Regions from separate parts of the Mus musculus genome. Here all the other regions are linked to region 1. Evidence: chromatin contacts called from public promoter capture Hi-C data. All regions are on one chromosome and are shown on one strand. The core of a region is the stretch at or near the end of the contact, and the rest is flanking DNA. Distances in the headings are between cores, read along the strand shown.

Region 1 (4,515 bases), core at 1,072-3,571:
AAGCGCCTTTAATCCCAGCAGAGGCAGAGGCAGGCAGATTTCTGAGTTTGAGGCCAGCCTGGTCTACAAAGTGAGTTCCAGGACAGCCAGGGCTACACAGAGAAACCCTGTCTCGGAAAAACCGAAAAAGAAAAAAGAAAGAAAGAAAGAAAAAGGAAGTAGAAGCCATGATGAAGACATACCTGTCATCCCAGGACTCAGGGGGCTGAGGCAGGAGGATCGATGTAGTTCAGGGTACCATGAGCTGTGTGGCAACGCCCGACTTTAAGACACCAAAGCCAGAGAAGCAGACGAGAGCACAGGCAAGGGAACGTATCTGACTGTGTGCACACCCAAGGGTGAGATGCAACATGCATTTAACTCTGTTGTCTCGGGCACGAGCCACTGTACCCTGCACAGAGGACACCGAGACACGGAGTCACCATGTGCTGGACAAACAGACAAGGTCCTCTCATTCTGTCTAGTTATACACGAGACACGAGATCCAATAATGAACAGCACAATTCCTAGCCTCCAGGGGCCTTTTAAATCGTCAGAGAGTTCCTAGAGAAGGTGTGTAGAAGGACCCGAAATCATGACAGGCCTGCCTCAGTTTCCCCACTGCTGCTGCTGCTTCATCAGCTGGGACCTCAGATGAATCTCGATTAACCCTTTCCAGACCATGTTTCTTCCTCTCGAAGATGAGCATATCTATTCTGCTAACCATAACATGAAAAATTAAACAGGCCAGGTAATAATATATATGGAAGTACTTTATAAATATTACAGGGGAGAAACTATCTATGGAAGAGGAAATGAACAGGAGAGAAGTGTCATCCAACGGACAAGAGAGCAGGCCTTGGCAGGGAACCGCCTAGCTGGAGCACAGGGTCAAAGTCCAACAAGGTCCCTTAGCAACCGGCTGAGACAGTCCTTACAGATCCCATTGTTTTAAAGGTGGGAGGCAAATATGTCAGAACTCCCCCGGCTTCCTTTCCTTTAATGAATTAGAATCTACCCAGACTCAGGGTTTGAGGTTACATAAGCATCATTCAGATCCTCTCTAACAGTCACATTCATTTTAGAAAAACAGCATTTTCATTAAAATGGTGTTATGTAAAAAAAAAAAAAAAAAAAAAAAAGAAGAAAGAAAAGGGGGAAAAAAGGGGAAAAAAGAGCAGTGTGTGTGTGTGTAGAAACATTCGCACTTGTAAGGAACATAGGATATATACATATGATGATAGTGCCTTGTAGGTTATGACCTACTTGGACAAGATGAAGAGACACAAATGTCTAGCTATGAGGACTGCAGTAGGAAAGCCACCAGGTGCCCCCCACCCCCCATTCCCCAGGAACTATGGCCTTGAATCATAGTAACTCATCCATCACCAAAAAGCATTTGAAATGGGTCAATGGGATGGTTTAGCCAGTAAGAGCGCTTCCCAGGAAAGCCGAGTTTGATTCCCAGAGCCCACTGTGGAAGGATAGAAGAGACCTCCTTCAGGTGCAATGGGGTGCATATACAGCATACAATTTTTACAACAACCCGATACAGAGTTAAAACTGCTTCTTTGGAGCTGCTACTCCTAGCAGACAAGTGGAGAAACCCTTCCTGAGAAACCTTAAGTTTGGGAGTTCAAACCTGAGCCTGGGCCTAAAAAATGAGGGAGAGCTTTCTGGGTCCACTAAGCACCTCTATCCTCCTCAAACTGAGGATGGAACCATGAGATGGGAGTTGGGGGTGGGAGGGGGAGCTGGACTGGGAGGATAGGGTAGATGCCTGAGTGGGAGGGGCTGGCACCTAAGGTGGCCTTAATACATAAGGTGTCATTTCCAGAGGTCAGTTCCATTCCTCACACTCTGGAGTCTCGGTTCCGCCCCCTACACACTCCTTCCCAGGTACATATCAGCGGTATTCTTATATAAGGCACTGGGCTCTAAGCAGGAAATACCGTAACTGCCTCGAACCCAATCTGGCTTCTCCATTTTTCCCCAGGTTTCGTAGGGCGGAACCATTGAGCCTTCTTGGAGTAAAGCGTCGGAAACACAAACACCCCAGCACCGAGCACGGAAAGCGGAGCGTTGGAGTGGCCTTTTTAAGTAGTTGGGAAGGGGGTGTGGCCGAGAGGACCAGGAGGCCGCAGCCCAGCAAGCGGGGAGTGGCCCGGGGGCGTGGCCGTGGCGACTGGAATGTTGTTGGGTCCTTGCACCGCATAGTAAGGAGGGGCCACGCCCCCTTTCTGCGAGCGGGCCAATCGGAGTGCCGGAGCGGTTTCAAGTCTCCCCCGCCAGCCTGCCCGCCCGCCACCCCACCCCCCTCGGGGATTCGCTTTTTCCGTAAGAAAATAGCAAACCTCTGCAGGGTCCGCGGCCCCCGCTGCTCGCCGGAGGAGGGTCCCGGGGCCTAGGACGCTGGCCTGGAGCGGAACGCGCCGGCAGGCGGCGAAGAGGCCGGCCCAAGATCTGGGAGGAGCGCGGGGGTGGGCGCTGCAGCCGCGGGTTGTTTATCTGGAGTACGGAGGGGAGGGGGGAGCCTGGAAACCGCCCCGTGTCCCATTTCCTCCTCTTGTTTTCGCTCCGGATTCTCCATGTTGGACCCAAACTGAGGAGCCCGGAGCTGCCACCGGGGGATCGGGGCTGGGGGCACCGGGGAAGCCGCCGCCTGGCCCGCCCGCCCTCTGTGCAGGCCGCCTCCCTTCCCGGCCCGGGGAGGAAACGCGAGGGGGATGTGAACAGCTGCGGGAGTCGGAGTCTCGGGAGCCGGAGCCCGACGGGCCCCCGCCCAGGCCCCCCAGCCCAGCCCGCCTGCGCGCCCGCCCGCGCGTCCTCCCGCCCAGCCAGCCCGGGCCCGCGGGATTGTTAGATGGAACACGGCTCCATCATCACCCAGGCGCGGAGGGAAGACGCCCTGGTGCTCACCAAGCAAGGTAGGGGCGCAACTTCCCAAAACTTTGTGTCGCCCCCGAACGGGGAGGGGGCGGAGGATCCGGCTGGACCCGGGGTCCGTCGGTCCTCGCGCACCCGTCGGGCTCTCGGACCCCGGTGGGGGCTGAGCGAGGCCCCGGCTGCCAGCGCCGGGCGGGAGGGTGTCATCCGCGCAGCTGTCACCCGTCCGGCCACCCCTCCCCCCCCGGGGGCAGTCAGAGGCTCGGGAGGGCGCGCGTCGCGCCAGGCCACCCGCGCCGCCCCCACCCGAGCCGCGGAGATGGAGTGGTCACTCCTCCCCCACCCACCACCGCTGCGCGCCTGCCCCGGGGCTCTGGGGAGGGTACGAGGGGTCCCGAGCTGGAACGCCACCGGGACCGGAGTTTTCACGCAGGACCGGGATGCCCGGGAGCTCGGCGGTGGCGGCGCGGGGACTCGGGACGAAGTTCACCGGCCCGAGGCGGGGGCGGTGGTGGGGGAGGGGGGAGGGCCGCGGTCACTGCCGGGCGCGGGACTCTCTTCGCGGCTCGGCGGAGCAAACAAGCCGGACCCGAGGCCCGGCCGGAGCCCCTCCCTGCCCCGTGCGCTCCCCCGGGGCCGCCGCTGCACAGACACAGCCGCGTTTGTTTAGCCCGGGAGCGGTGTCCCTGGTTACATAATTCGCCGGATGGCATCAGACCCAGCGTGTTTCTGAATCGCGCAGCGAAAAAGTGCGAGTTTGTCTGTGGGCAGAGGCTCGCGACCCCCCACCCCGATTGCAGGGGGAGGTCGTCGGATTGAAGCAAACAGGGACGTCCGCAGGCAGGCCCTATCTGGGGTGTGCTTGGGGAGCGAAGCGGAGGCCTCAGCCTCCCGCGGGGGCGGGGAGGAGATTGGGGCTGGGAAAATGGGATTGCTCGGTTTGATCACAGTGGGGTCCCCTGAAACTCTCCTCTCCCCTATGTTCATCTGGCCTTGAGCATTGTGTTCAAGATAGCTGGTAGAAATTTCCGCCCAGAGTAAGGACTAGTGTTGCCCCCCTCCCTCCTTTTTCTTTTTCTAGAGAACTCCCAGGACTGTGGCCACTTGGCTCAGAGGCTGAGAGGCGAGCACGCTCTTGGAACCAGATCTCAGGCGCTGCAGCCCTTTCTTTCTATTCCGGAGGGGCATAAAAGGCCCGTGCCACAATTGAGTAGACTGAGACCTAGAGCCTGGAAGGAGGCCAGCTGTGGGGCCTGGGTGTAGTCATCCCCTACTAATACTAAGCAGCAGGTCACTTTTTCCTGGGGTTCACTTCCCAAGGAGTCTACCCAACTTGCCTTAGCCTAGGGGCAGAGCAGCTGGGCTGGTGTCCCAGGCTCTCTGGAATTCCTTGTTAGGTTGGGGGAAGGGGAGCGGTGCGTGTTTCTTGGCCTTCTGAAGCAGACTGCACTGAGGAGAGCCGAAGCCCTGCCTGCCCCTCCTCTTTGCCAGGGTCCCCTGTTCTAACTGCATCACTGACCCAGCTGTGAGATCGGCGGCGCAGCAAGTTCACCTCCTCTCCTGCTGGCCTCTCAGCAGTGCTGAGCGCCGCAAAGGGAGGCTGCCTGTGTTTATCAGTTACTGCCAGGGTTCAGTTCCCGTTGCAGCCTC
Region 2 (4,515 bases), core at 935-3,434, 330 kb after region 1:
CAAGTACTAAGTGAGTCAATGTGTGCTTTCTAACATAATCCTTAAGATAGCTCTAACTATGGCAGGAACTATCACTTCCATTTCACAAAATAAAATAAAATAAAATAAAATCAAGGACTAGTTGTGGCACAGGCCTTTGATCCCAACACCTGGCATGCTTCTTGAGTTTTGGTCCAGCCTGATCTACAGAGTGAGTTCCAGGACAGCCAGGGCTACACAGAGAAACCCTGTCTCGAAAAACCCAAAAATAAAAACAAAAACGATAACAAAAATGAAGAATTAGTGGGTTTAAGTAATGTGTCAAGGTTACCACGCTAATAATTAGTTGTTGGGGTCTGAATACACTTTCCCCACAAAGTCCTGTATCATAAGCCTTCCAGACCCCACTTCAAGTCAACTCACCCCAGCCAGGAAAGGACAGTTTTGACGACTCAAGCTGTGATCAATGTGAGTCAGGACTCTCCGAAGTGGGCCAAGTATATCTTCCCCTTTCTTGCCTTGAACCACTAGACAGTGTAGGGCAGCAGACAGAACTGGCTAAAATGCAGGGGAAATGGGTCAGGATGTTCATACAGAGGAAGGACAGGCTGCCCTCACCTCCCTGATACACGGATTCACCTGCAGTTCTGTTGCCTCCCATTCCAGCCACTGGTTGGTGAGATCATCTTGTTCCCAGCCACATAACAGAAAAAAATATCTGCCCAGGGAGAGAAAGTAAGTTGAAGCATCTGTCTAGTTCATGGATGAACCCACAGTAGAACAGTATTTGCAAATAAGGTCACAGAAAGATTAGTGATTCACCCTGATTTGGGCACCTCCCCACACCAAGAACCAATACTGACCGGCAGATTGCACTAGCAGAGAAGAGGTAGTTGCCACTATCCAGCTGCAAGACAGGGACCTTAGGCCGGGTAAGGAATGGTACCACACACTCTGAGACAGAGGAAAATGGGTGAAAATCAGGGGTAAGAAAATAAATGAGGAGGCTGGAGAGATGGCTCGGCTGTTAAAGAGCACTGACTGCCCTTCCGAAGGTCCTGAGTTCAATTTCCAGCAACCACATGGTGGCTCACAACCACCCGTAATGAGATCTGACACCCTCCTCCAGTAAATCTGAAGATAGCTGCAGTGTACTTAGATATAAGGCGGGGCGCAGCCTGAGCAAGCGGGGTTGACCAGAGCAAGCGGGGTTGACAGGAGCCAGCAGAAGTCCTGAATTCAAATTCCCAGCAACCACATGATGGCTCACAACCATCAGTACAGCTACGGTGTACTCATATATACATTAAATAAATAAGTAAATCTTAAAAGAAATGATTTGACGTCACATTGTGTGCTGGAGGCCTGGGTTTTCAATCTACAGTTTCGAAGGTAAGAACACTAACCGGGGAGGGGTGGTGGTGGAATATGCTAGAGGGGCCAGCTAGTGTTCAGTTGAGACTGCCAACTGCAAACAAGAGGTAGAGTCTACAGAGAGGTATAGAATAGTGCTGCAGTCAAGCTGTCAGGGAGGATCTGACCAGACAACTCTTAGAAAGTCACCCAAAAAAGTTGTCTGGGAATACGCAATAAACTTCAAGGACTGAGTGTGCACATGTCTGTACTGAGGTCCTGGAAGGAGAAAGGGGCTTCCCCAAAACGACACGGGAGGTTGGAGGTGATCGCGAGAGTGACCGGGCTGAGAGGGAGTTGCCATGATAGGTGGGTCCTGGAAAACTAACCAGAGGGGAGACTTAAAACGAGGTTTGAAGAGTACAGTGAGGGTAACTAAGGGAACTAACTTCAGAAGGGTTACGGAAACAAAGGTTGGCGTGACTAAAGTTAACGTTGAGTCGATTGGGGAACGGGCACTGGAGCCTGGCAAACAACTGTGAGATGAACACCCCTCACCCGCCGCCCACCGGCAGCCACTCCAGTACCTTCGGGGCCTACGGTGCTGATGAGCAGCTCCGCCCGACCCCGGGCCCTCGCGGCCGCAGCCAGCACGGGCAGGCTCCCCGGGGAACCCTCGCTCACGAACAGTCTCATCGTGCCTCGGAGCCCACGCTGATGCAATCGGAACCGGCCTCCCGCTCCTGGGTTAAGCTGCAAGGCACGTCGGGAAATGGAGTTCTGTGTCGGCCGGACGCTCGCGGTAGGCTCCAGGAAAGCCGACTACTCATCCCATCACGCACCATTACGAAACAGGAAATGGTTACCAACGAGACCCGGAAGTTGACGGTGCGGGCTAGCGTGGCACTCTGGGTCGGCCGGCTCCGAGAGGGTCCTTTGAACTGTTGAAGTCGGCCGCTGTAAAGCGATCCGATGGAGACGACGCGATGGGTGGCATTTTCTGATTCCTTACTGGTCGTTGAAGTGGTATCGCACGCGCCGATTCAAGTTGTTAAGGATCGGAGTTTTTAATTGGTTTGTGTGCGGGTAGTCCGAGAGCGTGGCGATGCATTTAGCTACAAGATTAAAAATCAGTTGGGGAACTGTGAGCAAACTTTAGTGTCAACGTGGAAATTAATGTGGCTGTCCATCAGCCACAAAGGATGTGGCTCGCGAACCTTTATTACTTAGGAATTGGGAATGTAGTTTAGTTAGTAAGCGTTTGCTTAGCATGTGCAAACCGCTGGGTTCACCCCCGGTACACAACACTGTGTGGTGGTGTGTCCACTCCTGTAATCCCAGCGTTGAAGAGGTGGTGATAAAATTATCATAAATTCGACGTTATCCTCTATTGCAAGCCAGCCTAAGCTACTAGGGATCTGTCAGTAAATCAGTGAGGAAGCCTGGAAAGATGGCTCAGCGGAGAACACAGGCCAGGCTGTCCTTTTCCTGGACTCTCCTTTGACCCATTTGCATGGTTGACAGTTGTCTGTAACTTGAGTCCTAGGGGAATCATGCGCCCTCTTCTGGTCTTCATGATTACTGCATGCATGTGGTGCAGAGACCTCCCTGCACTCGAAACCCCTTACAAATAAAAGAAAAAGGAGTTGGGTGTGGTGGGACACTCCCTTAATTCCAGGACTCAGAAGGCGAAGGCAGTTGGATCTCTTTGAGTTCAAAGCTATCCTGGTCTTTATAAACCTAGTCTCAAAAAAAAAAAGTGTGTGGTTTTTGTTTTGTTTTATTTTGTTCTTAATTAAAAATAAGGGGTTTAGAGATAACTCTGGTTCGGGAGCACTTGATGCTCATCCAAGCACACACATGACAGGCAGATCACAACCTTCTGTAACACTAGTGCCTCTTCTGGCCTCCATAGACCTGCCCAAAAATAGTACACTCAACTTGCAGGCAAGACCTTGATACACATTAAAAAAAAACAAAAATAAACCAAGCAAGCCCTGACATAAAAGTGAAAATGCACTAGTCTTCCATTTACATATAGCTAGACAATCACAGCAAAGGGAGATGAGAGTTATGCTACAAAAGGTCAAATTGAGGGGGAAGTGAGAGATTTCGCAACAAAGCCAAATAAACACATGCAAAGGGATATCTTATCTTTAAAAAAAAAAAGTATGAGGCTCTTCTCATACAGTGCCAGCCTCGTCCTGTAGACAGGATGGTGAAGGTCGGTGTGAATGGATTTGGCCGTAATGGGTGCCTGGTTACCAGGGCTGCCTTCTGCTCTGCAGTTGGCAAAGTGGAGATTGCCATCAACAACCCATTTATGGACCTCAACTACATGGTCTACATATTCCAGTATGACTCTACTCATAGCAAGTTCAATGGCATGGTCAAGGCTGAGAAAGGGAAGCTTGTCATCAACGGGAAGCCCATCACTATCTTCTGGGAAGAGATCCCACTAACATCAAATGTGGTGATGCCGGTGCTGAGTATGTTGTGGGGTCTACTGGTGTCTTCACCACCATGGAGAAGGCTGGGGCCCACTTGAAGGGTGGGGCCAAAGGGTCATCATCTCTGCCCCTCTGCTGATGCCCCATGTTTGTGATGGGTGTGACCCACCAGAAATATGACAACTCACGCAAGATTGTCAGCAATGCATCCTGCACCACCAACTGCTTAGCCACCCTGGCCAAGATCATCCATGACAACTTTGGCATCATGGAAGGGCTCATGACCTCGGTCCATGCTATCGCTGCCACTCAGAGACTGTGGATGGCCCCTCTGGAAAGCTGTGGTGTGATGGCCTTGGGGCTGCCCAGAACATCATCCCTGCATCCACTGGTGCTGCCAAGGCTGTGGGCAAGGTCATCCCAGAGCTGAACGGGAAGCTCACTGGCATGGCCTTCCATGTTCCTACCCCCAATGTATCCGTTGTGGATCTGACATGCCACCTGGAGAAACCTGGCAAGTATGATGACATCAAGAAGGTGGCAAAGCAGGCATTTGAGGGACCACTAAAGGGCATCCTGGGCTACACTGAGGACCAGGTTTTCTCCTGTGATGTCAACAGCAACTCCCACTCTTCCACCTTTGATGCCAGGGCTGGCATTGCTCTCAATGACAACTTTGTCAAGCTCATTTCCTGGTATGACAGTGAATTCGACTATAGCAACAGGGTGGTGG
Region 3 (4,515 bases), core at 1,013-3,512, 290 kb after region 1:
AAAGAAAGAAAGAAAGAAAGAAAGAAAGAAAGAAAGAAAGAAAGAGAGAGGAAAGGATAGGAAAGGAAAGGAAAGGAAAGGAAAGGAAAGGAAAGGAAAGGAAAGGGGACAAAGAGCCAAGCCCAGAGAGTTCTTGTCCTGTCTCCTCCGCAGCCCAAAACAGGAACACCACGAGCTGGTCAAATTGATTTCGCTCAATGTCACAGCCTCTGCTTGTCAACAGAGAGCTCCGATGCAGGGCTTGAGGTTCCAGCCAAGGGGAAGATGGGGTGATGGGAGAAATCAGAAGGGAGGGGGTGGAGGCCTTGGCTCAGAAACTGGCCAGTGTCTAGGGTCAGTTAGTTACTAAGGGGGAAGGATGAGAGGGCAGTGGCCTAGACAAACAAGCCCTAACCGGCCAGATACCAGCTGAGCTGGGCCTTCACTAGTCACACTCCTTGACTCTTAAGGGAACCAACAGAAAGAAGCCCAATACATGACCTGGAGATCATGGTGACAGAGGCCGAGGCTTGGGCAGAAGCCAGGAATGAGAATGGCGAGTTCCTAATTCAGGAACGCTACCCTCGGTCGTTTGGCACTGTTTCTGAAGGTTGCAGCATCTTGCAAGCTCAGGAAATATACCAACGTCCAGCCTCTAGAGACAAGAAGGTGGCATCCTTAGTGACTTCAAAATGACAGTCCATCGAGGCAAGAATTCAGTGGGTATGTGTGCCCACACATGCCCCCAACAAGGTTTTTATACAGCTGCAACAGTTCATCCTCTATTTTCGGTTATTTTAATTTTTGAGATGGGACCTGGCCGGGGGGGTGGGGGGTGGGGGGTCCTTACACAGGCTAGCCTGTTCCTGTATTCCTACCCAGGCTACCAAGTGCTAGGAATATATGTGGACAGCACTGTGTCTGGCTTGAGGACTTCCTTTTGTCCTGAGTGTACCTTTTTATTTCTCTAGTAGCACGTAGTAGGTTTTCTATTTGTCTCTCACCTCCCATCCCAGCCCCAACCCCCTTCCTCCTTCTCCTCTTCTGTTCTTGTTTTGAGACAGCTGGAGCTACATAGAGATTCTGGGACTCACTAGACCAGGCATGTGCCACCACACCCAGCCTTTCCTTCTGTTTTAAAAATGGGTCAGTGAGATGGCTCAGCAGGTGAAGGGGCTTGCCACACGACTGAGTTTGATCTGCAGGACCCCCATGGTGGGGAGAGAAAGCAGATGCATAACAGCTGTCCTCTGATCTCCACGTTCCTGTGTGCGCGCACACACACCACACACACAAAGAAACAAATTAAATTAAATAATTGGGGTTTCTATTGTCATGCATTGATGTGGCAAAGTAAGAGGATTAACCATACTGTATCTCTCCTCCAGAAAGATTGGTTGCTGACTGGACACAAAGCTACTATATGTAAGGTCCTGAGTTCAATCCCCAGCACTGAAAAGTGAGTTCCAAGCCACCCTGAACTACAGTTTGAGACCTGTGTCAAATTCCTTCCTCCTAATTTCTGGGGAACTATTAATGAAATTGATGACCGTCATGGAGAGTTCAGTCAGACTGTGAGCCAGCGCTTTTTCATTTAAGATGTCCAGACTTTTGAAGAAAAAAAGAAGAAGAAATAGCACCCTCAGACGAACTTGGGTTTCAGATTATTATATGCATATCAGAAATATAAGAAGCATGCTTATACTAACAATTGTTAGTTGTTGACCTGAAATTAACTTCAATAAAAAATTGTTATTATTTATTTATTTTATGTGTATGGGTGTTTTGTCTGCATGTATGTCAGTGTACCACGTGTGTGTCTGGTGCCCTCAGAGGCCAGAAGAGGGCACCTGGTACTGGAATTATAAATGGCTGTGAGCCACTATCTGGATGCTGGGGATAGAACCCAGGTCCTCTACAAGAGGACTGTGCTCTTAACCCCTGGGACATCTTTCCAGCTCCTGAAATTAAAATTTAACTAGGGTCCCTCTATTTTGTCCAGAAGCCCTAACCTGAAAAGACGGCCTCATTTTTCTATTCTTTAAATGTTTACTAAATCTTGCTATTGTTTACAACGTGGCGAGCTGTGTGGTTTCATGTAACCAATCTCTAGGTTTTCTAAAGCAGGAATTATGAAACTCCTTTCATAGACTATTAAGAACGAAAGGAGATAACTGTATGCAATAGCTCCCTAACGTTGTTATTGTCGCTTCCAGCCCAAGCCCCAGAAGACCGGGACTACATATCCCACAATGCTAGGCGGCGTCTCCTCGCCATTACCTCATTCCCTGTCGCTCTCACCAATCCCAGCCTGTCCAGGGGTGTGGTAGCCGGCTGTCCTCGCGACTTTTGCTGTCCCCCGCCTCCTGCCGGCCTGCTCCTGTCGCGAGACTTCCTGCTCCTCCGCCGCTCCCCTTATCGTCGCCTTTGCTGGGGACCCGGACCCAGCCTCTCCCCCACTCGGTCACCAGCCCCGGCTCCTCCGAGGCCTCGGTCCCCCAGCCCCGCCTCGCCGCCGCCATGGCGGACCCTAAATACGCCGATCTCCCCGGCATTGTGAGTACAGGGCCGGGCCCGGCTCCCCAGACCGCGCCCCCGACCTCCCGAGGACCCCCAACAGAAGCCAGCCCGCGACCCCTCCCGCTGGCAGCCCCCTAGCCCCAAGGGTCCCCGCCGCTCGCCCTTCGACGGCCGCAGCACCTTCTGGACTCCAGACCCGACTGGGCCGGGCCGTTGGACCGCGTCGGGCCCTTTTTCTGGCAGTAGCCGGTTTCTCCGCCCAGAAATCGCCTCCGGGCGCTTACCACTTGAGCCCGAATGTCTGTACCGTCCATGTCAACAGTGCCCTTGTCGCCCCAAATTTCCCGATTGCCCGCCCCCGCACCCTGACTCCAGCCGAACTCACCAGGCCACTTGGTGGCCTTCATCTTGCCAGGGAAGAGGTTACTGTTGCAGAAACCTTGTGCCAGTGGGGAGCTCTGTGCATTGCGAGCACCTGTGTGCTTGCTCCTCATGCACAAGCCGGCATGTACCCTCCGTTGATGCTGTCCTCTCTGCATTCTCAGGGTTGGGGGCGGGGGGTTGGCACACCGGACCTTGAGAACTAAGGTCCTGAGTCACTCTCAACCCTTGTACAGTGATGTGCAGGGCCTAACTCAAGAAACCCTCACCAGATTAGGACAAGATAATTACCAAGGACTGGCCTCTCAGCCATGTTCAGGGTAGCATCTTTCTTTCACTATGGACGTTTTATCCCAGATCCCAGTTTGTACCTGTGGTCATCCCACTGGATGAAACGGACATAGAGTTGACAGGGGAGGTGGAGGGCGGAATCCTTGAATGACAGTCAGGTTTTGCAATGCCTTGTTCAAAGGAAATGGGATAAGGGATGAATGCTGGGTAATGAGTCTGGGTGGTCACCGCTTCTCCCTGCAGGCCAGGAATGAGCCAGACGTTTATGAAACCAGCGACCTACCTGAGGATGATCAAGCAGAGTTTGATGCGGTAAGACTGTGTGCTACCTCAGGATCCCTCTGGACTCTGACCTTTCTCCCCAGATGCAGGTCCTTTTCCTTCTCTGGCAAGCCACAACAATAAGTGGGTATGCCAACCCCAGCCTGGGTGGTGTGGAGGTCTCAGGGCTTTCAAAGGCCTTGCCCAGCAGCTGGCAGCCACCAATGAACAATGCCAGAAAGGAGAGTCGAGCCAGTGAGATTACAACTAACAAGACCTGTAAAACCCAAGTCTTATTAAATACAATTGAGATATCTCAAAGCAGTTACATTCTGGACTAGTGATTAGTTAGGCCCCAGGGTCTAATCTGTGCATTGAATTATAAAGCTTGAACATAGTAAATCGTTTAAGGTTGGAGTAGACATTTTTTTTTAAAGATTTATTTTGTTTATATGAGTACACTGTAGCTGTCTTCAGACACACTAGAAGAGAGCATCAGATTCTATTTCAGATGGTTGTGAGCCACCATGTGGTTGCTGGGAATTAAACTCAGGACCTCTGAAAGAGCAGCCAGATGCTCTTAACTGCTGAGCCATCTCTCCAGTCCGACCTTTTTTATTTTATAAGATATTTCACTCATTAAATTAAGTTCTCATTAGTATTTAGCAAGAACTTGAATTTGAACTGTAGCAGCCATTAGGGAAGGTGGAAGCAAATGACTTGGAAATGTCAGAAAACCACACGCGTGGTCAGACCAAGATCATTTTGGGGAATAACATAAATACTGTAATCAGCCGAGAAAAGACGATAGTAATATATTAAGCCTGCTCTGTGTGCTCTAAGGAGTCGGGGGCGGGGCACACACTTTAACCAGGAATTTATTGCAGAGGAAGAGATGCCCTAAAGGAGCCCTTTTACATGACTGTTAGACTGTGTACAGGAAGTATAGGAGTTAGCATACGTATAGGTAACATAAGAGAAAGCCCAGGGTGAATGAACAGCAGTCAGTACAGTCCTGGGGGTACAGAGGTCCAGCGATGGCCTCTATAGATTGTGTTTTATTAGCTCCACAGCAAACTGGGC

What was found. Promoter capture Hi-C pulls out the DNA fragments that hold promoters and counts their contacts. Capture Hi-C pulls out chosen DNA fragments and counts their contacts.
Region 2: a promoter capture Hi-C map of liver shows a contact between it and region 1. The contact joins the promoter of Mars1 here to the promoter of Ctdsp2 in region 1. A contact is called at or near these places in 1 of 39 promoter capture datasets (pre-B cells), 2 of 484 Hi-C or Micro-C datasets (embryonic stem cells and erythroblasts), 3 of 115 datasets of contacts at active chromatin or transcription factors (embryonic stem cells, memory CD8 T cells and pancreatic cancer cells) and 1 of 9 other capture datasets (liver).
Region 3: a contact with region 1 is called in a promoter capture Hi-C map of embryonic stem cells. The contact joins the promoter of Dctn2 here to the promoter of Ctdsp2 in region 1. A contact is called at or near these places in 1 of 39 promoter capture datasets (embryonic stem cells), 2 of 484 Hi-C or Micro-C datasets (both in embryonic stem cells) and 2 of 9 other capture datasets (adipose tissue and liver).

The regions. Positions count from the first base shown.
Region 1 is chr10:126,976,396-126,980,910 of GRCm38.p6, forward strand. Ctdsp2 (CTD (carboxy-terminal domain, RNA polymerase II, polypeptide A) small phosphatase 2) reads left to right here and starts at 2,322. Exons shown (of 8, transcript NM_001113470.1): 1 at 2,322-2,906. The coding sequence starts at 2,843. Gm40798 (a long non-coding RNA gene) reads right to left here and starts at 1,125. Exons shown (of 2, transcript XR_872169.3): 1 at 183-1,125.
Region 2 is chr10:127,309,602-127,314,116 of GRCm38.p6, forward strand. Mars1 (methionine-tRNA synthetase 1) reads right to left here and starts at 2,185. Exons shown (of 21, transcript NM_001003913.2): 1 at 1,920-2,185; 2 at 843-933; 3 at 619-697; 4 at 403-537. The coding sequence starts at 2,028. It also overlaps the pseudogene Gm6283.
Region 3 is chr10:127,264,000-127,268,514 of GRCm38.p6, forward strand. It overlaps Dctn2 (dynactin 2), which reads left to right and starts at 2,263. Exons shown (of 14, transcript NM_027151.2): 1 at 2,263-2,535; 2 at 3,415-3,483. The coding sequence starts at 2,500. Gm40800 (a long non-coding RNA gene) reads left to right here and starts at 305. Exons shown (of 2, transcript XR_872171.2): 1 at 305-702; 2 at 1,368-1,745. It also overlaps a transcript of Kif5a not described here.